Regions from separate parts of the Mus musculus genome. Here regions 2, 3, 4, 5, 6 and 7 are each linked to region 1. A link is a contact called in public HiCAR-type, HiChIP or PLAC-seq and promoter capture Hi-C data. All regions are on one chromosome and are shown on one strand. The core of a region is the stretch at or near the end of the contact, and the rest is flanking DNA. Distances in the headings are between cores, read along the strand shown.

Region 1 (3,022 bases), core at 203-2,702:
TCACTACAGTCCTGCAGTCTTATCTCAGCCCTTAATACAGTATCTTATCACCTAAAAGTCATATTCATTGAGTGAATAAATTAAATAGAAATGTTTCCTGAGAGAAAGTACAAGATCTGAACATCCACTGTCTATAGTGATGGATAGGGGCTTAAAGGTATTTAGTACTGAAATTCTGTACTAGAGACTGTAAATTTGTGGTGGCACTGTACACCATAGTAAACGACGACTGCGTATAGTACTGCAATAGAAAATATAATGGGCAATGTTTCCAGACTTGTAGATTATCTGGGCAGAAAAGAGTTTTGTTGTAGATATTAAGAATGCTTGTGTTACTTAAATACAGTCTTTTAGACAATGAGGTATTTGGGGAAATCAAAAAATGCATTAGTTTATTGTAATAATACACAAAAAGACAGCACTCTAACTGAAATAATTATTCTGGGAAATCTGCCTGGATAATATTCCAGAAGCTTGGAAAGGGTCTAAGAACTGAAGTAATCCTATGTAGAAAAAGATGCTACAGGGGGGGGGGAATGTTGGATGAGAAATTATTATTAAATTAATTATAAAGCCATTGGGAACTGGAAAAAAATGGATGAGAAGGAGCACTGTTCTATTTTGCAATCGCTTGGCCCGATGGCGAGAGTCAGATAAAATTACAGCGTTCCCAACAGTGACTAAGGTGTCCAGCAATGGAGATTTTAGTGGAAGTGGCTTGTTACGACCTGAGGCTCTACTCCAGGCTTCTGCAACCGGCCCTGTTTGGGCTTCAGGAAGTGAGGGGAAAATTACTCCCCCAGAACAAGCTTCAGCCTATATTTGATAGTGCTGAAGACAGGACTCAGCAAACACTAGGTGACACTCGACACCCGGGCACTGATGGCGGGCGGGCGGGCGAGCGCCCCCGCTTCCTCACCTGGGAACACCTGACTCCTCTCTGAGAGATTCAGCCCTGGGAGGCTGGCACAGCCCATGCCCGATGACCGAGGCCAGAGAGGCCACAGGGGGCTGCGTGGTCACGTGGTCCCCGCCCCATTTCCCTCGGCCCTCGGTGGGCGGTTGGGTCCAGTCGGGAGGCCCTTACCCATGTGCTGCGTGTCCAACTGTACGGCCGGCATCTCCTTGAGAGGAATGTGGCCAGTCCCGCCGTCCCTGCAGCAGCGCAGGCAGCACCACGCCGACGCGGCCATGGCGTAGCTACACAGCCCCACCGCTCCGCCCGCGCCCGAGTGCTTCTGGGTCGCGGGAGCCTCGCAGCCCGCACAGCGACGCCAGGGCCGGGAGGCGAAGCGGAGACTGAGGCGAGGTCCCCCGGCGAAGGAGCGAGGACCGCCCGGAGGGGCGGGGCGGTGTCGGGAGGTGGGCGGGGCCAGCGGCCAGCCCAAGTCAAAGAGGGTGTGGCGGGTGGGCAGGGCGCTGTAGAGAGCCGAGCAGGGGCCCGGGCTTGACTGACTGAAAGAGGGCGGGGCCAGTGGCCTGACGCCTGGAAGAGGGCGGAGTTGGGGAAAAGGTCCGGGTTTCTGAAAGTGGGCGTGGCCAGTGGCCTGACTGACATGGGGTGGGCGTGGCGGCGTGCGCAGGCGTGCTGCGGCGTCCTCCCCTAGGCCCTGTGGCTGGCAGGTGAATGGTGGAGCTGAGAGTCGTCGGGATTCCCTGCGGCTGTGGTTGTTGCTGGTTTGACAGGGCCTTCTGTGCTGTTTATAGGGTCTGGAACTCCAGCCCTGACCGCCTCAGCCTCCGTAGTAGCTCCGTGCTGTGTCGGCGCGCTACTGGTAGCTGCCTGGGGCGGCTCCGCAGTGATTTTTAGGGATCGGCAGACCTCCTTTGGGCATGGAGCTAATAAAACGCCCGGGAGTTTTCCGTCGGAACTCTCCGGCTCTCCGCATCCTGCCACGCAGACTCCGAGGACCCGGTCTTTGGGTGTGCGGCGAGGCTCTTCGCATTTTCCATGCACCGGCGTTTATCATTGGGTTGATTGCTGCGTGGACCCAGGACTTGCAAGCAGTCACCCTTATGAGGGGACTACGGGAAGGGGTCGGGACAGGGCCGAAAGACGACTTTTTAAAAAGTCATTATTGTATATTCGTGCTCAGGACGTGCGTTCAGGCGCTCTCGTGCCACGGCAAGGTCTGAAGACAACTCTCAGAAATAGGTTTTCTTCCCCCTACCTTGGAGATCCGGGAATCGAACTCAGGTCTTCAGGCTTGCTTTCCGATCAGACAGTCTTACTCAGCTTTCTGGTGCACCAATGGTTCCTAGAAATGTGAAGGGAATGCCCTGAGAGAGGGTGAAGAGAAACTCAGCTCTTACGGGGGTCTGCTGCTTCCTATTACCATATCGAAGGAAGGCCCCAGTGGGGGTCACTTGTTATCTGTCTGTCGTTATCCCTCACACCCCATGGTGTCCCAACAGAATCTGGCTCAAACCTCTCTTCCAAGATAAGATTCCCACCCTGGAAGTTTTCTGGGTCTTCATCAAATCCTGGAAAACTGAACAAAAATTCCCAATTCTTTAGTAATGGTTTCCCATACATAACCTTTTAGTCACCTGAGTGTAAATATACTTTATTGAGATTTTTAGCCATAGGATGAGGGAAAAATTTCAGACTTTGGTTTCTTCTATTTATAAAAATATTTTTAGGGCTGGAGAGATGGCTCAGCAGTTAAGAGCACTGGCTATTCTTCCAGAGGTCCTGGGTTCAATGCCCAGCAACCACATGGCAGCTCACAACAACTGTCTGCAACTCCAGTTCCAGGGGATCTGACATCCTCAAACACCAATGCACATAAAATATAAACAAATACATAAATAAATATTATGATACTAAGGGAGATATCCAAGGCTTTTTTTTACTTTGAGACTTAGTTATTACAGAATTAATACCCAAAGTAATTGCTAAAATAATTTCAGACTATCCCCTCTCCCTCACTGCCTCTATATCTATTGAAGTACTCTTGATAATCCTCTCTTTCTCTCTCTCTCACTCTCTCTCTCTCTCACACACACACACACCACACGA
Region 2 (3,022 bases), core at 208-2,707, 1.0 Mb after region 1:
GTTTGGGGGAAAGAATTTAAGGTTTAGGGAAGGCTATTCAGATTTGGCATAGGCACACTTACCGATATTTTTTTTTCCTGATCGATACTGCATTTCTACTCTGCTTTTGTCTACTGCCCTTCTCTTTTGTGTAATGTGTTTAAAATTAGAGTCCGAAAGCAATGACAAATATGTAAAGTGGGAAGAGCAGGAGAGAGAGAGGGAGAGAGAGAGAGAGAGGGAGGGAGGGAGGGAGGGAGGGAGGGAGGGAGGGAAGGAAGGAAGGAAGGAAGGAAGGAAGGAAGGAAGGAAGGAAGGAAGGAAGGAAGGAAGAGGATTGTTCTTCACAGCTTGTCACACAGAAGTGACACCGCTGTGCCAGTTGAGAGGGCATGCAGGTAGCTAGCCTTCACCTGGGACACTGACAGCTCCCGTAACCAGTACTTGGCATGTAGCAGAACTCACACGCAAACTGTTTTACAGACATGATCTCTTGTAACTCAAAATGGAGGTTCAGGGACGATCACAGACGTGATCTCTTGTAACTCACAACAGACAGAGAAGATAGCAGTAGCCCAATATGCGAAAAAATTAAGGCTCCAGGAGGTTAAATAACTTGTCTGAAAAGAAAAGATGACAGGGTCATAGCTGGTTGGCAGAACATGCTCAAGGTTGCGTCTTCAGCACTACCCTACAAAAGCGAATACGACATACACTTAAGTGCCTTCCACTGCTTCTAATGACAACACCACCAGAATTAAGTCTAAGTTGTTCTTACCCCACCACCGCCGCCGCTCCCAAGTTGCCTCACTGGCTAGAGTGGAAAAATGACTTCCTGCTACTTCAATTATTAACCCATCCTAAGGGATGGCTGGGTTTAACAACGTCAATGTCCATCACCCTCTTGCTGCCAGACCCCTTTGAATGGAAGCACACCCAGGACTCTTCGTGTTATTTTAAGATAGATAACAAAAGAATACATTCTCTAGCAAGTTGGGTCAGTGAGCAAGGCGATAATGAATTCAACGTCTGCAGTTCTGAGAAACACCCACGTGTTTTAACTGGTCCTCAAATGGCGATATCACACTCTGCCCTGGTTGCGCTGGTGGGTGTTTCCCAGTACTGCTCGCAGAATGGGGCTGAAAAAAATCTCTGGGCAAGCCCGGGGACTCCAGACTCTTTACTGTGGACCCAGGGGAGGGCAGCTTTGCTACTAGACTCCATACATGGGGCCCGCACCAGTCACTATAGAACGCACAGCGCTGGCATGCACCAGGCGGGTTGCAAGATAAATACTGCACGCCCACTGCACTCCACGCCCACTGCACTCCTCGCTCATGGAGAGAGTCCATCCCCCGGCACCTCCCGCACTCACGCTCGCGCTCGTGCACACGCGCGCATCCCGTGCACCCGCTCGGATCCTCGCCTGGTGGCACCCGGCGCGCCCGCGCAGCGCCGAGCGGAGGGCGGGGAGGGCGCGGCCGCGAGAGGGCGCGGCGAGCGGCTTCCTCGCGGGGCCGGGTTGTTGCGGAGGCCGGAGACGAGGCTCTCGGAGGGTCCCCGGGGCCGAGGGAGCGCGGACGGCACGCGCGCCATGAACCCGAAGGCGGGCGGTGAGGAAGAGGACTGCGTGGACTCTGGCGCCGAGACCGGAGGGTGAGCTGAGCCCAGCCGGGCGGGGCGGGAGCTCAGTACTTGCGCTCGGGAGCCCGAGCTGGGGAGGCAGTCCTGGGGTTGGGGTGCAGTATCTGCGAGCCAGCGGCATGGTCTGTGGTTGCCTGGGTCAGGGTGGGAAGGGGCGAGAAGAACCCCACCCCGGGCTGCTAGGTGATGGGACCCGAGGTTCAGCGTCGTTCCTCGCAGCCCTGTGGCCCCACGGTGCCAGGTTCAGCCACTATCCCCCTTCACCTAGAGATGCGCCTGCACTTGTTCCAGCCAGGCAACTCTGATAGCTTTGGAGCCCCAGGCTGCTGAGGAGGAAAGCAGGTGGAGAGGGTGGGACACCAGCACAGGAAAAAGACTCCGAAGCCGGCTAGGAGGACTTCATATCTCACTTATACTGTGCTGCTGAGCGGCCTCTCCACCCCGCCAGCCTGGAGTACCCACAGGATGCTGTGATGGGGTCTTGTGTGCTTCAATGGACTCAGTAATTAGCTCCAACCTTTGGAGGCTAATTAGTCCTCTCCCAACAGCAGTTTTCCTGAGTAGGACAAAAGACGGAATGCATTTTCAGAAACCAATGTCCCGTGATGGTCTCCACCCAGCCCATATCTAGAGGATTTTCCTGTGCACAGTCAGCACCACAGCCAGGATACAAGTGCTACCCCAGTAGGAACGTGTGTCTTTTCCTATCTAGAGAAGTCCTGCTAGAGGTCAGGGGCTACCCAGGCTACAGAAGACCTCGGAATTCCTGGAAGGTGGAGAGGTTTCAAACTAATATTAGGATTTGGCAATCTACTGAGAACAGGGAGGGAGGCCAGTTCCAGAATGGACCTATGTTCTGACCTAACCCACGAAAGCGTCCCTCAAGCTCGTCCTGCCTCCCAACCCCACCCCTCCTTGCAGCCTTCTCCACCAGCCCAACCCTAAATCTGGACTGTCATTCTTCCCTACACAGCAGGCTTTCTCTTGTTACCCAACCATGGTAACCGTGACAGAGGAGTAACTTGATTTGATGTCCCCACCCCTGCCCACCATTGCTTTTGCTTCAATTCTGTTGGTGTACAGTTGTCAACTTAGTTTATTTCCTGATATTTTGGTGCTGGAGTTCCAACCTAAGTACAATAGACAAGGATTCTTTCACTAACTCACACTGCCATTATGTATCAACTTTAGTTGACCATCTTTGGCTCTTCTCCCCTCCCCCATGGTTAGTTGAACCATGAATAGAAGAAACAAAGCAAATATTGCCTGCTGTGTTATAGTTGGCATGAAGCAGTCACTGTCCCACTAATTTTCAACTTGAAGGGCTTACCTAAAGCAGATGTTTGCCCAAGGGTCTTGCCTTGGAGAAGAGGAAGTAGCGCTGTCTTTGAGGGGTGTC
Region 3 (3,022 bases), core at 203-2,702, 860 kb after region 1:
CTTCAGGGCCTTTACAAACCATAAGAACTCAGGCAAGCTACAAAACAAACCTCGTGTATCATTCCGTTTCTGTTATTCTGTACCCAAAAGTTGAAAGGGGACCATTTAGAGCAGGTTGGATTGAGAACATTAATGGCACAAGTAATAGTAACCTTGTGGCTCTGAAGAATTGCTGGCATTCATTGACTTATAATTCTGCCTAGGGGTGTGTATTTACCGCTGTAATACCATCACTTCTCTGAGGGAAGATACTGTCCTTAGGTAAGTGCATGTCGTCGTTAGTGTTCATGCTGTAGTCAGCTGGCAGTGGCATGCAGATGAGTTCCAATAAACACTAGAGATATTCATAGTGGCTGACCTGGCACTTTTGACTAAATTCATTTTTGCCTACATGCCCTTTAGGTAAAAAAATTTTTAAAGTCAGCTCAGTTCCTGTGTCTACATCATCTATATCTACATATGGTTTGCTTTGTCACTCGCTACGTAGCCCATGCTGATTGTGAACTTAACTCTTGCCTCAGCCTCCTGAGTGCTAGGATTACGGATGTGAGCTGTCACATGCAAGCTCAAGAAAAAGAAAGATATTTTTATCCTGGGAAACTGATAGCAATCAAATTTAAATGCTCATTCTCACAGCCACCTCCACCCCACTCCCACCCTCCCCACCCCCCAGAACACAGCATAACGCTCTACTAAGACGCAGGAAATGAAGCAGGATGGGATTGCGGGTCTGCTGCAGTCACAGGGGGTGGCAGGTCACTTTTACGACCATGGGTATAGGCTGCAGTCTTGGTGTGTCTTTCTGGAGTGAATTTTAAAGTCTTCCTCCAGCTTTTCTTTCTGATCATAAGCTTTCCCATTTGTTCGCTGGTTCAACTCCCTTGCTATGTTTACCTTAAGAAGATCATGAATTCCAGACGAGCCTATAACATAAAGGAACGTCAGGAGACCCTCCAGGGCAGAGTCTAGTCTCTTGAGCCCTGTGAACTCAGGGATCTAAGACCTTACAGCTGTAATGGTGGTGAACTGGACTCTCCAACCCTGATTTACGCCCTATCCCAAGCTTCTGAGTGAAAGGGTCTCTTACTGCTTCGTCAAAGACAACGTGGAAAGGAAAAGCATTGCAGAACACCTCCTCTTCAATCCACAGTCTCTCAGGAAAGACAGGCTGGAAGGTGTCCCCAAGGGGCCCTGGACACAGAGAAAGAAAGCCCTAATGAGCGGCCCTCACAGAGCTGCTCAGACAGGGTTAGAATCTTAAGTGTGTCACAGGCTGAGTGTGATTCCCACTCTTTAGCACAGGCTCCCTCAGCTTCTCCAGATGGCCACTGCAATTATTGTCCAAATTAAAACAAACAGAAAATTTGCGACCAGGTTGAGAAGCCCTCCTGCCCCCTGCCAAGTTTCTGCCTGCTGCTGAAGAGTTAGTTTCTGGGCCAATTGAGTCTGTCTCACCATGAAAACAGAGCTGGCATTGAGACGGTGACAAGCGGACAATGAGCCAGAAGAGGAGCGAGTGTGTGTCGGGCCCAGCATCAGGGACATTTGCCATGGAGCTTTATAGACTGACAGTTTAGGGTGGCACGTGAAAATTTAACCAACAGTCCCATTTGGCAGGGGTTGCAGATTCTCAATGGAACCTTTTTGATATGAAAATCTCCTAGACAAAGGATGTCAGTTGTGTTTGCTACAGCTTGAAGGACTCAGAATGCAGCTCTTTGAGCCCTGCAGACCTTCACCCAGATGCCTGTCATTTGACCTACCAGGCCATGACAAGGAGCATCTAGCTCCCTTCCTCCACTGGGGTCAGAGCTCTGATTCAGACTTGAGTTAGGTGCTGGCTGGCAGGTCAGCTCAGTGCCCAAAGACCTGCTGTGATGACCTTACCACCTTTACTTTGTAAATGGAAAGCTGGAAGGGATTGCATTGTCTCATGTCACAGAGACAGAAATGCACTTTCTTGGTTCTTGCCCTCTGTCCCTTGTACTGCTGGCTAGCTGTGGTTAGCCACTGATTTCCAGTCCAGAAACACATCCCAGTCAAGGTCTGGGTCCAGAAGCAATGCAGAATTCACTGTGGCTAGTATGTCTGTGCCCAGTCTCTTCACCACAGTCAGGATCTGGGACTGAGTCCAAGCTAGTGGCTTTCCTGATTACAGAGATGACAGTGTCTCCATGTCACCCAGCACAAACAAAAGAGCTGATTTGTGGCAAGTTGGAAGCTGATATTTAAAGTTAAGACCACAGATGCCAAAGCCAAGCTCTGCGGGAATCAGGGGCTTTGAAATTGCAGGAAGCTTTGCCCTATTTGTGTATGGGGCTCCTCCCCTGCAAAGCAGGCAGTTGTCCTGATCTAAGAGTTGAAGCCAGCAGAACAGCACACCTACCTTTTCCAAGCAGGACTGATGCCCTCACAACAGCTGAGTGAGATTTCTCCCCAGGGCAAACAGGGATGCTTAAATACCTCTCCTTCTTCCTAAGGAGTGTTCCCTGAAGAGACTGCAGAGGGAAGGAGATGAAGCACAGGTACCTGGTCACAGGACTGGAGATGAACAAGCCCTCCTGCTGCTGCTGCTGAGCCCATCTTTATATACGGAAGCATGATGGTGGCTGAACGGATAGTGTGTGTGCTTACAAGGTCACTTCTAATCAAGAACCTGGAGCTCTCAGGTGTACTCATCAACTCCGTCTTTCTACAAAAGGCAGCTAGATATTTTTTTTTCAAGATCTCCAGGGAATCCTTAGATGCTCATGCTTTCCTATGTGTTGCTCTGAGACTATGTCCCAGGGTTAACTAGGAAATGTGGAGAAAGCAGTTGGAAGGATGCTTTCCTCAGCCTTCCTTTACAGCAGCAAAAGATTTGTAGCAACTAAAGATGCACAGGCGTGGGCTAGTTAAGTATGACAAGGAACATTTGGCAGAGGGAAGATGTTCACACACAAAATGAGCGTCCTCTCGCCACAGGAGATGCCTCTCCCTAGACAGAAAGTGCATGGCTCTTAGTGGACCATGAACTGATCAC
Region 4 (3,022 bases), core at 200-2,699, 830 kb after region 1:
TTTTGGGATAGAGTGGGGGGTGAATATGACCAAGACATATTTTATACATGTATGAAATTCTCAAAGGATAAATACAAATATTGTATTTTTAGAATCATTTTTTCTGAGAGTTACAGAATCCCCTATATTTTTCTGTTCTAAACTGCCACAGCTGTGCATAATCTAAAACCACAGCTCAGGGATCTGGGGGAGACTCCAGGGTCTGCTGGAGTCAAAGGGTCAAAAAACCTCTAAGTATTTGCTCCACAGCCAACAGGAGCCCTGACTAGACCTGGGGACACCGTAGCCTGTGGTAAACTATAAATGTATGCTGGAACACTTAAAGCTGGGACTTCATGTTTCAGTCTCTTTTAATAGCTGGACGTCTCCAGTGAAAAATCACACTGTAACTTTTCTTTAGGTCTCTCCTGTTCTGTTCTTGACAGCACATATCTGACTGGAGCTGCTGTGTCAGGAGTACAGTCTCTGCTTCCAACACAGAGACGGCTCTAGCCAATGGCTGAGAGCTAAGATCAGAGTTGGGGTAGGGTGGGTCTGAAGGCCAAGTCCTAGGTCTGTACCTCAGTTTCCTGTCTGCGCAGTGTGGCTAAAAACCATACCTGTGTAATGCTCAAAGGACTTCAGCTGGGTACCACAATGGTCCTGCTATATATGTGAACCCAAGTTCCTGGGTAGATGCTGATGGCTTAGATAGGCCACTAAGATCTAAGAGAGTGCCATCATTAGACCCCACTGAATGCAGACATGGAACTGCTGTCATTTCCTCCTCACCTCACATCAAGTTGAACCCCTGAGGGGAAAGAATTCAGAATCCTCTGAAAATTTTCGGACTGCACCATGCAGAAACTCAGAGCAGTTTCTCTTTGGGAGACAGAGTCTCTCAAGCCACCTTTAAAGAATGATTCAGCCAGTTGGTTGACATATCATTATCACATTTTGAAGTTAACACAGCCCCAGAGTCTATGAATGCTCACCCCACAGTTAATTATTCTTGAGTTTTTCTGTGCTCTCAAAACATATTCTACTTATGTAATGATCCCTCGGGGGAGCACCAGGTGCCTTTGTCCCACAGACAGGGCCAGCTGTGTAAAACCTCTGCATCTGTCAGGTTTCTCTATGTGGCACATAATTGCCTGATTTCCATCTGAAAGTGCAGCACTGACATTAAAGCCACATAGAACCCACCATTGATAACAATGGCTTCCCGACACCTAGAAGAAGCATGGGGGGTGGGGGGGCAAATAAACATGCTCCCCAAATGAGCGCTTGCCTTCACAGGGGCTGGGTCTGAATGTACAGCTGCAGATGAAGAGAACAAACCAAGAGGAATAAAGGAAATGAAAGCTACAGATTAGCATTCGGCTGTCTCAGCCAGATGGTCTTCTGGGGAGAGCGGTCCTCCGCTTGCTTTCTTCAGTCTCCAGGCTAGCACACAGCACCCACTCTCTGCAGGGGCAGCAGTGATCTCACCCCTCAGCCAGGCAACCCAGTGAATCACTCACTCTTTCTTTCTCACACAACTGTGAGCCAATGAAAACTTGAAAGTGAAAGAAAGACTAAGAAGGGATTGGGGGGTGGGGGGGCGGGGAAGCCAGGCATCTGTGATGAATGAAAAAGTCTTAGCCTAGGAGAGGGCTAAGATACCAAGACTGAGGGAAGTGTCGGGAAGCATCAGCTAAGGAAGAAGAGAGCCACTGAAAGAGAAAGCTGTAGACACCCCTCCTCCTCAGCGCCCAGAAGCATTGCCTCCAGCATCCAGGATTGCCATGGTATTCAGGACCTTGGGGTCCTGGCTTTTACAAGCTTGGGCTTGAGGTCTGTGCTCCCAAGGTAAAGAAAGCAGTGGCCTCTTCTCAACTTATTTAGAAACTGTCGCCTCCCTCCATGGCTAGACGCCAATGAGTCTGCCAGTCATTGGTCTGAGGACCAGCCATCTGCCACCATCTGGATAGACCGTGCCTGGGCCAGGTGCCCTGAAATGGAAGAAGCTAGGTGGGGCAGAGGCAAGGGAGGGGGAGGGGCAGGAGCAAGGCAGGGTTATGGGGTAAACTGAGCCTGCAAAGCTGTAGTTGTAGAGGGCAGTTCCCTGGAATGCTCTACTCTGAAAAGGGCTCTACCGACAGTCACCACCAAGCCAAGTGTTCACTGCTCATGAGCAAGCCTCGTATTTGAGTGGCAGCCCAGGTCTGCTGCTGGCCATGAGACAGACCACCAGATGGTGTGTGCCAGGGCATAGATGTTCTATGAGCTAATCGATCCAGTAGGAGTTAATACATCTAACTTGGGTCCAAGGGCCTCAATTCACAGAAGATTCCAGAACAAGTGAAGGTGCATTTTGAGGTTTTAGAGGCCCTGTGAGCAAGCACTTTAGCAGCTCGCCAAACTTCCCAAGTGTGGTGGTTTGGATGAGAATGGTCAACCTTCCCCACTGTGATGGACTCTGAGCTCTCTGGAACTGTAAGCACAAATAAAACCTTCCTTCTATGAGTTGCCTCATAGAAGTAACAGAAGTAGCATAAGTAACATAGCAATAGAAAAGTAACAAACACTTCCGAATACCAGGAGATTGTCTGTAGCAGTGTTTAATAGAATAAATGTCAGCTGCAGGGTGGTACCTATCACAGGATTGTCTTTCTTTTACAGCTGGAAATGATTATTTAAATCAAAATAAATGTGGAACAAAAATTGTCCTTGTTTTTGGCCTGGACTATGGTACCTGTCGCACAATTCTGACAGTTCTAAATATAATGTTCAATGAAGTAGCATATTGTACTGTGACCCCAGCCAAACAAGCTTGCAACAAAATAATCCAAGATCCCGGGCTCTGGTGTTTCTCCTTCCAAACTTAACTGAAAAGGCTTCCCACCAAATGACCAATTTGGTCTTGGTCTCCCAGGTAATGCCACGTCCTCAGAGTGGTCGTTCTAGCTAGGGCTTTCACTCAAGACATGGCTAGAGAGTTTCAAAGGAAAGTAGATGGAGACAGCAATGAGCTATGAATTCTGCTGTCTTTCCTTCCCCT
Region 5 (3,022 bases), core at 284-2,783, 770 kb before region 1:
TCTCATAATGAAACCCTTCCTTCTAGGCATGGTGGCTCCTGCCTGGAATCCCAGCACCCAGGAGGATGCTGAGGCAAGACTGCCAGTTTGAGCTCAGACTGGGATACATGGTGAGTTACAGCCTGGAACACGGAGTGAGAGCCTGTCTGCAAACCAGTCAAACACACACAAAACCTTCAAAATGTTCATTTCTCCCCTACCAAGGTCTATAAAGCAGATATGACTGCCACCCCTCACGTCACCTTCTGCAGGAGAGATGACTGCACCTTCAAAAGAAAGCTCTGCTTCCGGCAGGACCCTACACCCTGAACCACGGTGGTGTGGCTGTCCTTCCTCTGGAGAAGGCTAGGGGTGTAGAAAGACTTCCCCAAGCTTTCCCAAGTCTGCACTGTCATTTCTACTTTCCCGGGCACTCGACCACAATTTCCCAATGCCCTCCCTCCCAGCCTCTGCCTTCCTTTCATTTTCGCAGTAGGACATTTCACATTAGTCCTGTCTGTACTGATTTAGATTTTAGACTATCGTGATGAGACACTGGGAGTTAGATCGACTCCCTGGTGGGCAGGCAGAGAGAAAGGGGGGGGGGGACCATGGCTAGGTGATGATGGTGGTGAATCTCCAAGATGCCCAGCTTCTTCCTCAACCTACCGTTTTCCTCTCCCACCACCAGACCCCATTGCTGATGGACCTGCTCAATGAAGTCAAGACTGGGTCAGGACATGTCACACAACAGTTCTGGGCCAACCAACCACCCTAGATTTCTTCAAACTCTCCAGCCCTAAATTAGGAGCAGAAGGCTCTGCAGAGGCTTAAAATAATAATAATAATAATAATAATAATAATAATAATAATAAACCCAGCCCCTGAGAGGAGTCTCTCTCTCTCTCTCTCCCTCTTTTTCTCTCTCTCCAGCTTTCTGAGTCCCCTTTGCAGAGAGTCTTTTTCTGTGTGCCTGTTGCAGGAAACACACACCTCACTCACCTTCCTTCTACTCCTAATTCTGTCCACGATGCTTAAGATTTCTCTGCTGCTCCATGCTGGTCTTCAGATTTTTCCTGCCTTTTAATTCTTCGGCTGGCAGAAACAACAAACCTGACCAAGACTCCTAGACTATATCATTCCAAAACCCTTAGACCGTATCAATAGTTTCCAAAGTCAAAATAGATGATAATTCTCCAATAGTTAATTCACATGGCTATACACAACCATAGCTGGTGGGCATGCAGACATGGAAGTGACTTCAACAACTTTTGGAGAAGACAGGTGCCTTGGATTTCGACTGCTTGTGGTTTCTTCTGGATCCTTTCACGCGCCGCCATTGAGTCTCCTCTGAGAATCAAGAAAGCATCAAGAAAGCATCTTGAGTTCTCACATTCATTCCTGGCACCTGTAAAAAGTTCCAATGCCTGACCCGACTTCCTTCTCCCTGTGCCCTAGTACCACTGTCAAACTCAAATCCAGGACGTTTCTTCCTCCAGACACACGAGGGCGCTACGAAACTGGAGCTGCTCAGAAGGCGTGGAGGGCGACGCTCTTCCTAACGATTGTTAGCGTGCTCAAGTCCGGGTCTGCCCTGCGAGTTCCGCGGCGTGGGCTGCTGCCTTGGAAACGCGGGGCGCGCGCTTCCCGAGCCTGGCAGAGCCGGGGTCCGGAGGATGCTGCTGGCGGCCGGGGCACGGTACGCCCGCCGGCTGTGCGGCCGGGGAGCCGCGGCGGCTCTGCAGGGACGCACAGGCCGGAGCTGCGCCCGGGACGTCAGTACTAGCTGGTCCCCGGTGGGCGCCGCCTTCAACGTCAAGCCCCAGAGCCACCTATGGAACCTGTTGGGGGAGCGCCGGGTGAGCGTGCCGTGGGTCTGGGCAGCGCGGGCTCCGCGTCTGGCTGAAAAGGGACTGTGCCGGGATAAGCGCACCCCGGAGCGGCTGACCCAGCGGCAACTCAGCCTTTCCTCTACTCAAGCTCCATTCTTTTCCTTCTGGCTTCAGAGTTCACATTTGCCCTTGGCTTTGTAACGACACTCTTGCTTTGAAAACTCCATCACACCTTAATTGTCCACTTCAGGCTGCTCTGAAACAACCTGTTAAACTAGGCATAGTGGCTCTTGTAAGACAGTCTTGATAGGTAGAGGCAAGAGGGTACAAAAGACAGTCCTTTGGGCTCCGAACTGACTTTGAGACTAGCCTGAGTTGCTTAAGAACCGGCGGTAAAACAGAAAGCACCTACAGAACCCTACTGAGAAAAATCAGATTTCCTGTCGTGCTTTGTAGTTTATTGCATAGCCTACGAAGTCATCAGAATTGCTTGGCTATTTCTACTCTGCCCTTGGTGGTGTTGGACACTTGATAATGAATGAGGAAAAGGCAGGAAGACTGAGGAAAGATTTTTGTCCTAAAACAATGATTTTTCAACCCTTCTAATGCTGTGACTCTTTAATACAGTTCCTCCCGATGCGGTGACCTCAAACCATAAGATTATTTTGTTGCTATTTCACAACTAATTGTGCTACTGTTATGAATTATAAACATCTGATATATGAACCCCCAGGTGGGTTCTAAAAGTGTTTTTTTATTTTTTTATCTTTTCACTGTTGGGCAGCTTTCTAAAGACAAGTCTGGGATATAGCTTCATTGTACTTCATGGCATATCTCTGTGTTTAACTTTGTCTATTTGAAAGTTCTTTCTTATTATATAAATTTTCCTCCAAAACCCATAAAGGTCGATGATGCTGGTATTAGTGGAGTTGGTGTTGGAAGTGCCTTTTAGCAGAAAGATAAGCTTGGTTTTGGGTGGATGAAATAGAACTGATTTCACCTGTATTTTAAACCATTGTTTAGTGTGTGTGTGTGTGTGTGTGTGTGTGTGTGTGAATGCATGCAGGTCTGGAAGGCGCAGGCCAGAGGACAGCCTTTCCGGATCTGTAACCTTCAACCTTTTGGAGGTGGAGTCTCTCTTGGTTTTGCTATTGGACTGAATACTCAGGTTATCGTTCCTGCTCCTATTTGGTTCTTGAGCTTCTGGGCTG
Region 6 (3,022 bases), core at 368-2,867, 740 kb after region 1:
AATACAGTGACCTAGTTTGATTTCTATTGCTGTGATAAGCCCAGTGACCAAAAGTAACTTGAGGAGAAAAGGGCTTATTTCCATTTACAGTTTGTAGCTAGCTCTTCATGAAGAAGTCAGGGCAGGAACTGGAGGCAGGAACTGGAGCAGGTGGCATGGAGGAGCCATGGTCACTGGCTTGTTCCCTATGGCTTTGTTCAGCTAGCTTTCTTATACAGCCCAGGACCAGCTGCCCAGGAGTGGCACTGCCCAGTGGTTTGCAGGGTCCCTCCTCTATTCTCTCATATCAATCATTAATCAAGAAAATGCCCCACAGACTGGTCTACAGGCAATCTGATGCCAGCATTTTTTTAAAAATTAAAGTTTTCTCTTCTTTGATGACTCTAGCTGTATCAAGTCAATAAAATCTAACTAGCACAGTCAATTATTACATTAGTTAATGGCAAGGTCAAGACTGGACCCCAAAACCCTAGCCTCCTAACCTACCTCAGGTCTCTTCCCAGTTCTGCCGCATACATACAAGCTGGCTGGTCCAGCAGGAGTCTGGTACTATTAGCAAGGTTGTCAACATCTGGGACCACCTGCCCCCAGCCCACTTTATGAGGATTTGAGTTGATTCTGTTGGGTCTCTGTGCTCTGTGGAGAACTGGAGTCATGCAAAAGAATTGTGATTCACAGGTGTGAAGCAACTTTAAAAGTACACGATGTTGTCATAATACATGAAGCCGGGGACTTGGGATGTATTCAACGCTTTAAAGGAAGACCGTAAGGTTGGAGGAGAAGCTGATTTCCACAGGTAGAAAAATGACTCCTGTGACAGGTGGGTCTTGACAAGGTTTTCCCCTCCACACCACACTTGATGCACAGACTTCTGCCCCTCCCCCCGAGCCCCCCTCCTCCCCCCCGCGCGCACTCACACACACACACACACACACACACACACACACACACACACAGAGGTCCAGGTCTAGTTCCACGGTTTGGCAGACCCCAGGTAATTAGTTCTCAAGTTCTCTGTCCCACATGCTCAGTCCTCAGTGCGCTTCTTCCTTTGCCCCATCCACTTCTCCGCTCACAGCAGGTTGACCACACCCTGCTTGGACTCCAGTGGCCCAATTCACTTCATCCAGGCACTGCAACCCAGAGAGGAAGGCAGGGAGACTCACCTTCAGGTGGACAGGGAAGGGCCGCTCCTGCTGGAGAGGCCCAAGCAGAGTCTGCTCTACGCTGACCAGCTCCGAGGTCGAGTCCACCACCCGAGCCAGAGCGCTGCGCATCGCCATCCGCGCCAAGGTACAGGGCCCGCGGTCCCGGGGGAAAGGCAGCAGCTCGGCGCCCCCCTCTGCGCCCCGCAGCCCGCCTGCCTCGGGGGATCCCCGCGCTCCGATGCTCCCGCGTCCCAGCCCCCTCCGGGTCCGCAGCTGGCCTGGGCGACGAGCCTGGGCGATGGGCACGTGGTCCGGGCCGCGCGGGCTCCCTGGGGCGCTAGGACCGTCGCCCCAGCCCCACTCCTGCTGTAGTAGCTGCAGGGTCTGCAGAGCCACCATTTGGTGGCTGATGGAAGCCACTAAGGGCGCAGGGCTGGCCATAGCCGGCTAGCAGCTGGGCGCTGACGAGCAGGTGGAGCGCAGGCAAAGGAGCCTGGCGGCGTTCGGGGTCGCGGGGTCACATTTTTTCTAACTCTATGCTTTTCCCTCAGCGTGTGTGGCCCGCCCCGCCCCCGGCCCGCAGGTGGTGACCCGCACTTGCCCCTGCATTCACTGCCAGGCAGAATGGGCTCAAAATGACCCAAAGCTGCCTGGAGCCTGCTCGGTGAGCGCTTGAACCTGAGCCAGATGCTGAGCTCTGGTTCTTCCGCCTCTCAGGGCTTTGGTGGGGAAACGCTGCTTTGTGCGGATGTATCTATCCCCAGATACCCCGCCCCCTTCCTCCATGAAGGATGCCAGCAAAGAACGGCTTAAGGCAGTGAAGGCCCATGGGTCTGTAGTGTTAAAACCTCAGCAAGTCATTAAGCATGCCCAGAGCTCCAACCAATCTCACAAAGGACAGTGGTGGGCTCTTCTCATTTCCCTGAGAGCATTTTCAGAAACACCTTGAAATAGCTTTCAAGGCCTTGCAAATCCCCAAACAAAATATATGGACTACCAAAGTATCTCCAAAGTTCAGCCCTGGTTGCTTAGTTCCCTACGGGTACTGATATCCCAGATGCAGAAATGACATCAAGGTTGAGTTGTCATGAAACCCAAGCCTGGCACTGCTCAGATGAGGAGCTTGACCGTTTTGTGTGGAAGGCCTCTGGTAGCAAGGTCCAAAGTCAATCCTTTGATGGAGCAGGAACCTCAGGAGAGCTGCACAAATACCTATTTTTAATTACATCAAACATGGCTGTCTCCTTTAAGTAGAGGGAAAGAATGGATGATTTTAATCTTTCTAAAGGGCAGCTATCGGTGGGTTTTGTTTTGTTTGGTAGGTTTTGTGTTGTTTGCTTGCTTGCTTTTGAAGGCATTTGAAGGGAATAGTGAGGAGAGCTATCACAGACAGTATCTTTTTCTGCTTACTTTTTGCAAGGAAAACTTGGAGAATCCAGTGATGCAGCACAGCAGAGACAAGGGCACAGCGCCAGGAGAGAGGACTCATGGGGAAACTAGAGGGGCAGGCAGATGGAGGGTGTGTCTTGTGGGGTCAGTTCTGGAAGCTCTCTGGATGGAAATGCCACTGGGGTGGTCTTGTCAGTACAGAAAGGTGATCAGTAAGGGCTATGGGGGCCCTTGTTGACTAGGGGAGTTGACCCTGAGTAATCCTCCCGACTCCCCAGCAGTGGTTCTTAGGATTCTCAGTGTTTTCTTCCCCTCTGAAAACCAATCTGAATCAATAAAGAAGTTTTCGTAAGCAAAACAAGCGTGTACATGCAAATTATATCCAGGTAAAAATGCTAGTCTGTGAAGCCACAGAGAAAATGACTTTGGAGAGAAGCAGCTTAATACTGATTCATTTATCTTGCCATAAAGTTACTTAAGTTCAT
Region 7 (3,022 bases), core at 174-2,673, 710 kb after region 1:
ATCTGTTAATTTTACTTATGCATAAAAGAATATTCGGAGATGGAAATCATAATGCAATTCAGTTCCATGAATGCCCTTGGCTACAATTCTGTGCAAGACGCTCCAAGAGACAGAGAGGGGCTGGGAAAAGACTGAGGATTAAGAGATGAGAGAAGACTGAAACCAGGTTGGAGGCTTGCCTGTGATTGCTTTTCCAAGAGCTCTCGTGGCACCAGGGCTTCCTGGCCATTAGAGAGCCAGAGCTTGATGCTTTTCCTTCGAGCAAGTTTAAAACCAACCAGGCTTGTGTGATGATCCCAGAAAATGAGATGGTGGTAACTACAACACACATGTCTCCCACATTACTGTGTTCTTCATGTTTGGGTTACAGTCCCGGCCTTCTCTGTGTACTTCTACCCCTCTCCAGTCTCTCTCTCTCTGCTCAGTGTTCTTCCCCTTCTCCATCTCACCTCCCTCTTTTCATGTTTTCCAAGCTTATGCTGTACTCTACGCTCTCATGTTACATTCTGAGCTACATCCACAAAAGCAGAGGGAAGGGGCCTCTGCAGAATCTCTTCTCCGTACCAATCGAAGCCAAAACTGTTCTCTGCAACTTGTTTCTGGGCTCGCTGGGAATTTGTTTCTCTGCCAGATACCCTTACGCTCCACAGACATTTCCTAATTCATCTTTACAAAAGTGAAGGTGAAACCGGGACCATTATAATTTTTTCATCAAGGCCAGGGAAAAAGAATTAGTGACACTTCTGTGCCAAGAGAGGTTTCTTCTTAGCCTTGGAGGAGTCTTCTGACTTAGGACTGTAAGCACAAAGCAGACATGAGCGTTTGTATAGGAAGTGACATGGGATTAAGGCAAGCCAGGAGTGTGGTGAGTATTTAGCCATAGTCTGGAACATTGCACTCCCCATGAAGAGGCCCCAGGTGATGCTCAGCCTCTCGGTTGAGTTCCGCTGAATCACGTGTCTCAAAACGCATGGATCCTCAGGATTTATCATTATTTCAGATAGATTTACTGCATGGGGATCTGGCACTAGAGAGGGAAGAAAAGTGGAAAGAGGGCCAACTGTTGAGAGGGATTTTAAGATGGGAAAGATTTGGTGCTTGCAATCCAACATTCTGTCTAACACAAGTGTCTGAATGGTTTCCTATCCACTGAAGGCCATCATTTAAGTCAAGGGAGCCAATACACTTTGAGGAAAAACTGTGTGTCTCGGAGTTTCTATTGCTGTGATAAAACACCAAAAGCAACTTGGGGAGAAAGGTTATTTCAGCTCACTATTCCTGGCATGAGGGAAGCCGGGAAAGGAACTGAAGCAGGGCAGGAACCTAGAGGCAGGAACTGATGGCCATCACTCCACGGTGGCCTGATGCTTACAGATCTGCTCTCCATGACTTACTCAGCCTGCTTTCCGATAACATCCTGAAACACCAGCCCTGGGATGGCACCACCTATGGTCTGCCTGCCACTTGAATCTCTAGCTTTATAAGCATACCTTCTCCTTTCCTACCTAGATGGTTTCCTGTTTCTTGCTTATAAGAACATGAAGTGCTATTTAGTATCCCACTCAGATAATCCCAGCCTCATTACAACAACCTTAAGGTATTGTTCATAGGTTCCCTTGATTAGGATATAAACATCTCCTTTGGAGACCACCCCCTCCCCATTTAGTTACAGCAACATAATCAACACATATAAAAATGAATGTAAACCATTTGTCTTAGTCAAGGTTTCTATTCCTGCACAAACATCATGACCAAGAAACAAGTTGGGGAGGAAAGGGTTTATTCGGCATACACTTCCATACTGCTGTTCATCACCAAAGGAAGTCAGGACTGGAACTCAAGCAGGTCAGAAAGCAGGAGCTGATGCAGAGGCCATGGAGGGATGTTCTTTACTGGCTTGCCTCCCTTGGCTTGCTCAGCCTGCTCTCTTATAGAACCCAAGACTACCAGCCCAGAGATGGCCCCACCCACAATGGGCCTTTCCCCCTTGATCACTAATTGAGAAGATGCCTTACAGCGGGATCTCATGGAGGCATTTCCTCAACTGAAGCTCCTTTCTCTGTGGTAACTCCAGCTGTGTCAAGTTGACACAAAACTAGCCAGTACACCATTATAGGGGCAATGCAAAATTACAAAAGAAAGGAAGGAGGGAGGGAGGGAAGAAGGAAGGAAGGAAGGAAGGAAGGAGAAGGAATGGATCAGAGAGTGACATGTGTGTGTGAGAGAGAGAGAGGGAGAGAGAGAGAGAAAGAGAGAGAGAGAGAGAGAGAGAGAGAGAGAGAGAGAGAGAGACACTAGGGACTGAGCTTAGGGCCTCACACATGCTAGCTAAGCAAAATACCATTGAGCTATAATCCTACAAAGGATACTATTTTTATTAAAGGAGCAAGACATCCATTTTAATGATGTGACACTGTGGCTGAGAGCCACCTAGAGAGTAAAGGATAGGTGCAAAAGTTCCAAAAGTAGCTGTTATATCCAAAGAAATGAGGGCAACACAGAGGGTAGCATTCAGCCTAGGAGTGCTGTAGGTTACAGGGCAGAGAGGCAGGATTTGAACTTTAATCTCAGTGAGAAGGAAGCTGTCGGTGGTGGGCTGCTTAAGCTGGAATGTCAACTTCGTTAGAGTGAGCACCACCTAGGAGGTTGGTAAGGTGCGTGCTTGTGGCTACACCACTGAAGAGGTTAACTTCAGCTACACAGGCATCTCTTTTGCCTGATGCCTGGCTGCTGGGAGGTGCTCAGCTCTGCTCCTCTACAGCCCTCTACCACAATGCTCTGCTTTGCCGCAAAGCTAAAAGCTATAAAGTCAGACAGTCCCAGCACGAAGCCTCTGAAGCCGTGAGCCGAAACCAATCTTTAGTCTTTTCAACTGTTTCTCAGTTGTTTGACACAGAAAAACAAAACAAACAAACAAACAAACAAAAAACCCTGACTCACCCAGTGGACTTTGAAGAGGAATTGGCTTGGCTTCATTTACTGTAGTTGATGTGTGAGCAAGGGGGTCAAGGATGAGTCGAAC

What was found. Promoter capture Hi-C pulls out the DNA fragments that hold promoters and counts their contacts. HiCAR-type assays count read pairs that join an accessible place to other places. HiChIP or PLAC-seq counts read pairs in DNA pulled down with a chosen protein or histone mark.
Region 2: a contact with region 1 is called in a HiCAR-type map of astrocytes, with 4 times the contacts expected there. The contact joins the promoter of Fam124a here to the promoter of Spryd7 in region 1. A contact is called at or near these places in 8 of 39 promoter capture datasets (the 3T3-L1 cell line, 3T3-L1-derived adipocytes, cranial neural crest and 4 more), 1 of 484 Hi-C or Micro-C datasets (embryonic stem cells) and 1 of 115 datasets of contacts at active chromatin or transcription factors (astrocytes).
Region 3: an H3K4me3 HiChIP or PLAC-seq map of forebrain shows a contact between it and region 1, with 6 times the contacts expected there. The contact joins the enhancer-like site here to the promoter of Spryd7 in region 1. A contact is called at or near these places in 2 of 39 promoter capture datasets (cranial neural crest and embryonic stem cells), 1 of 484 Hi-C or Micro-C datasets (cortical neurons) and 6 of 115 datasets of contacts at active chromatin or transcription factors (acute myeloid leukemia, bone marrow-derived macrophages, embryonic basal ganglia and 3 more).
Region 4: an H3K4me3 HiChIP or PLAC-seq map of stem cell-derived neural progenitor cells shows a contact between it and region 1, with 5 times the contacts expected there. The contact joins the enhancer-like site here to the promoter of Spryd7 in region 1. A contact is called at or near these places in 6 of 39 promoter capture datasets (cranial neural crest, embryonic stem cells, maxillary cranial neural crest and 2 more), 6 of 115 datasets of contacts at active chromatin or transcription factors (embryonic forebrain, embryonic hindbrain, embryonic stem cells and 2 more) and 1 of 9 other capture datasets (liver).
Region 5: a contact with region 1 is called in a promoter capture Hi-C map of pre-B cells, with 4 times the contacts expected there. The contact joins the promoter of Mipep here to the promoter of Spryd7 in region 1. A contact is called at or near these places in 7 of 39 promoter capture datasets (the 3T3-L1 cell line, 3T3-L1-derived adipocytes, the C10 cell line and 3 more).
Region 6: a contact with region 1 is called in a HiCAR-type map of astrocytes, with 6 times the contacts expected there. The contact joins the promoter of Dleu7 here to the promoter of Spryd7 in region 1. A contact is called at or near these places in 8 of 39 promoter capture datasets (cranial neural crest, embryonic stem cells, frontonasal cranial neural crest and 3 more), 2 of 484 Hi-C or Micro-C datasets (bone marrow-derived macrophages and nephron progenitors), 12 of 115 datasets of contacts at active chromatin or transcription factors (acute myeloid leukemia, astrocytes, craniofacial prominence and 9 more) and 1 of 9 other capture datasets (liver).
Region 7: an H3K4me3 HiChIP or PLAC-seq map of bone marrow-derived macrophages shows a contact between it and region 1, with 7 times the contacts expected there. The contact joins the enhancer-like site here to the promoter of Spryd7 in region 1. A contact is called at or near these places in 9 of 39 promoter capture datasets (the 3T3-L1 cell line, cranial neural crest, frontonasal cranial neural crest and 6 more), 2 of 484 Hi-C or Micro-C datasets (bone marrow-derived macrophages and nephron progenitors), 5 of 115 datasets of contacts at active chromatin or transcription factors (acute myeloid leukemia, bone marrow-derived macrophages, embryonic basal ganglia and 2 more) and 2 of 9 other capture datasets (adipose tissue and pancreatic islet).

What each region holds. Positions count from the first base shown.
Region 1 is chr14:61,555,434-61,558,455 of GRCm38.p6, forward strand. Spryd7 (SPRY domain containing 7) reads right to left here and starts at 1,453. Exons shown (of 5, transcript NM_025697.4): 1 at 1,088-1,453. The coding sequence starts at 1,193.
Region 2 is chr14:62,554,280-62,557,301 of GRCm38.p6, forward strand. Fam124a (family with sequence similarity 124, member A) reads left to right here and starts at 1,458. Exons shown (of 4, transcript NM_001243857.1): 1 at 1,458-1,635. The coding sequence starts at 1,574.
Region 3 is chr14:62,414,814-62,417,835 of GRCm38.p6, forward strand. Gucy1b2 (guanylate cyclase 1, soluble, beta 2) reads right to left here. Exons shown (of 17, transcript NM_172810.3): 8 at 2,387-2,498; 9 at 1,088-1,191. Among named protein-coding and RNA genes, the nearest start is that of Gm35468, 24 kb to the right of the region's middle. Within about 2 kb of position 1,453, at least 57 of the 459 cell types and tissues checked have an H3K27ac peak or open chromatin away from gene starts, as enhancers often do. A contact at or near this core is called in cortical neurons, embryonic basal ganglia, forebrain and 1 more, where this site is marked.
Region 4 is chr14:62,388,187-62,391,208 of GRCm38.p6, forward strand. The region is part of intron 2 of Gm46457 (a long non-coding RNA gene); the gene reads left to right. It also overlaps a transcript of Gucy1b2 not described here. Among named protein-coding and RNA genes, the nearest start is that of Gm46457, 11 kb to the left of the region's middle. Within about 2 kb of position 1,450, at least 91 of the 459 cell types and tissues checked have an H3K27ac peak or open chromatin away from gene starts, as enhancers often do. A contact at or near this core is called in embryonic forebrain, forebrain and stem cell-derived neural progenitor cells, where this site is marked.
Region 5 is chr14:60,783,033-60,786,054 of GRCm38.p6, forward strand. Mipep (mitochondrial intermediate peptidase) reads left to right here and starts at 1,534. Exons shown (of 19, transcript NM_027436.3): 1 at 1,534-1,838. The coding sequence starts at 1,656. It overlaps Mipepos (a long non-coding RNA gene), which reads right to left and starts at 1,517. Exons shown (of 3, transcript XR_001781278.2): 1 at 1,441-1,517; 2 at 982-1,329.
Region 6 is chr14:62,291,362-62,294,383 of GRCm38.p6, forward strand. It overlaps Dleu7 (deleted in lymphocytic leukemia, 7), which reads right to left and starts at 1,618. Exons shown (of 2, transcript NM_173419.2): 1 at 1,167-1,618. The coding sequence starts at 1,589.
Region 7 is chr14:62,270,353-62,273,374 of GRCm38.p6, forward strand. No RefSeq gene overlaps it. Among named protein-coding and RNA genes, the nearest start is that of Dleu7, 21 kb to the right of the region's middle. Within about 2 kb of position 1,424, at least 8 of the 459 cell types and tissues checked have an H3K27ac peak or open chromatin away from gene starts, as enhancers often do.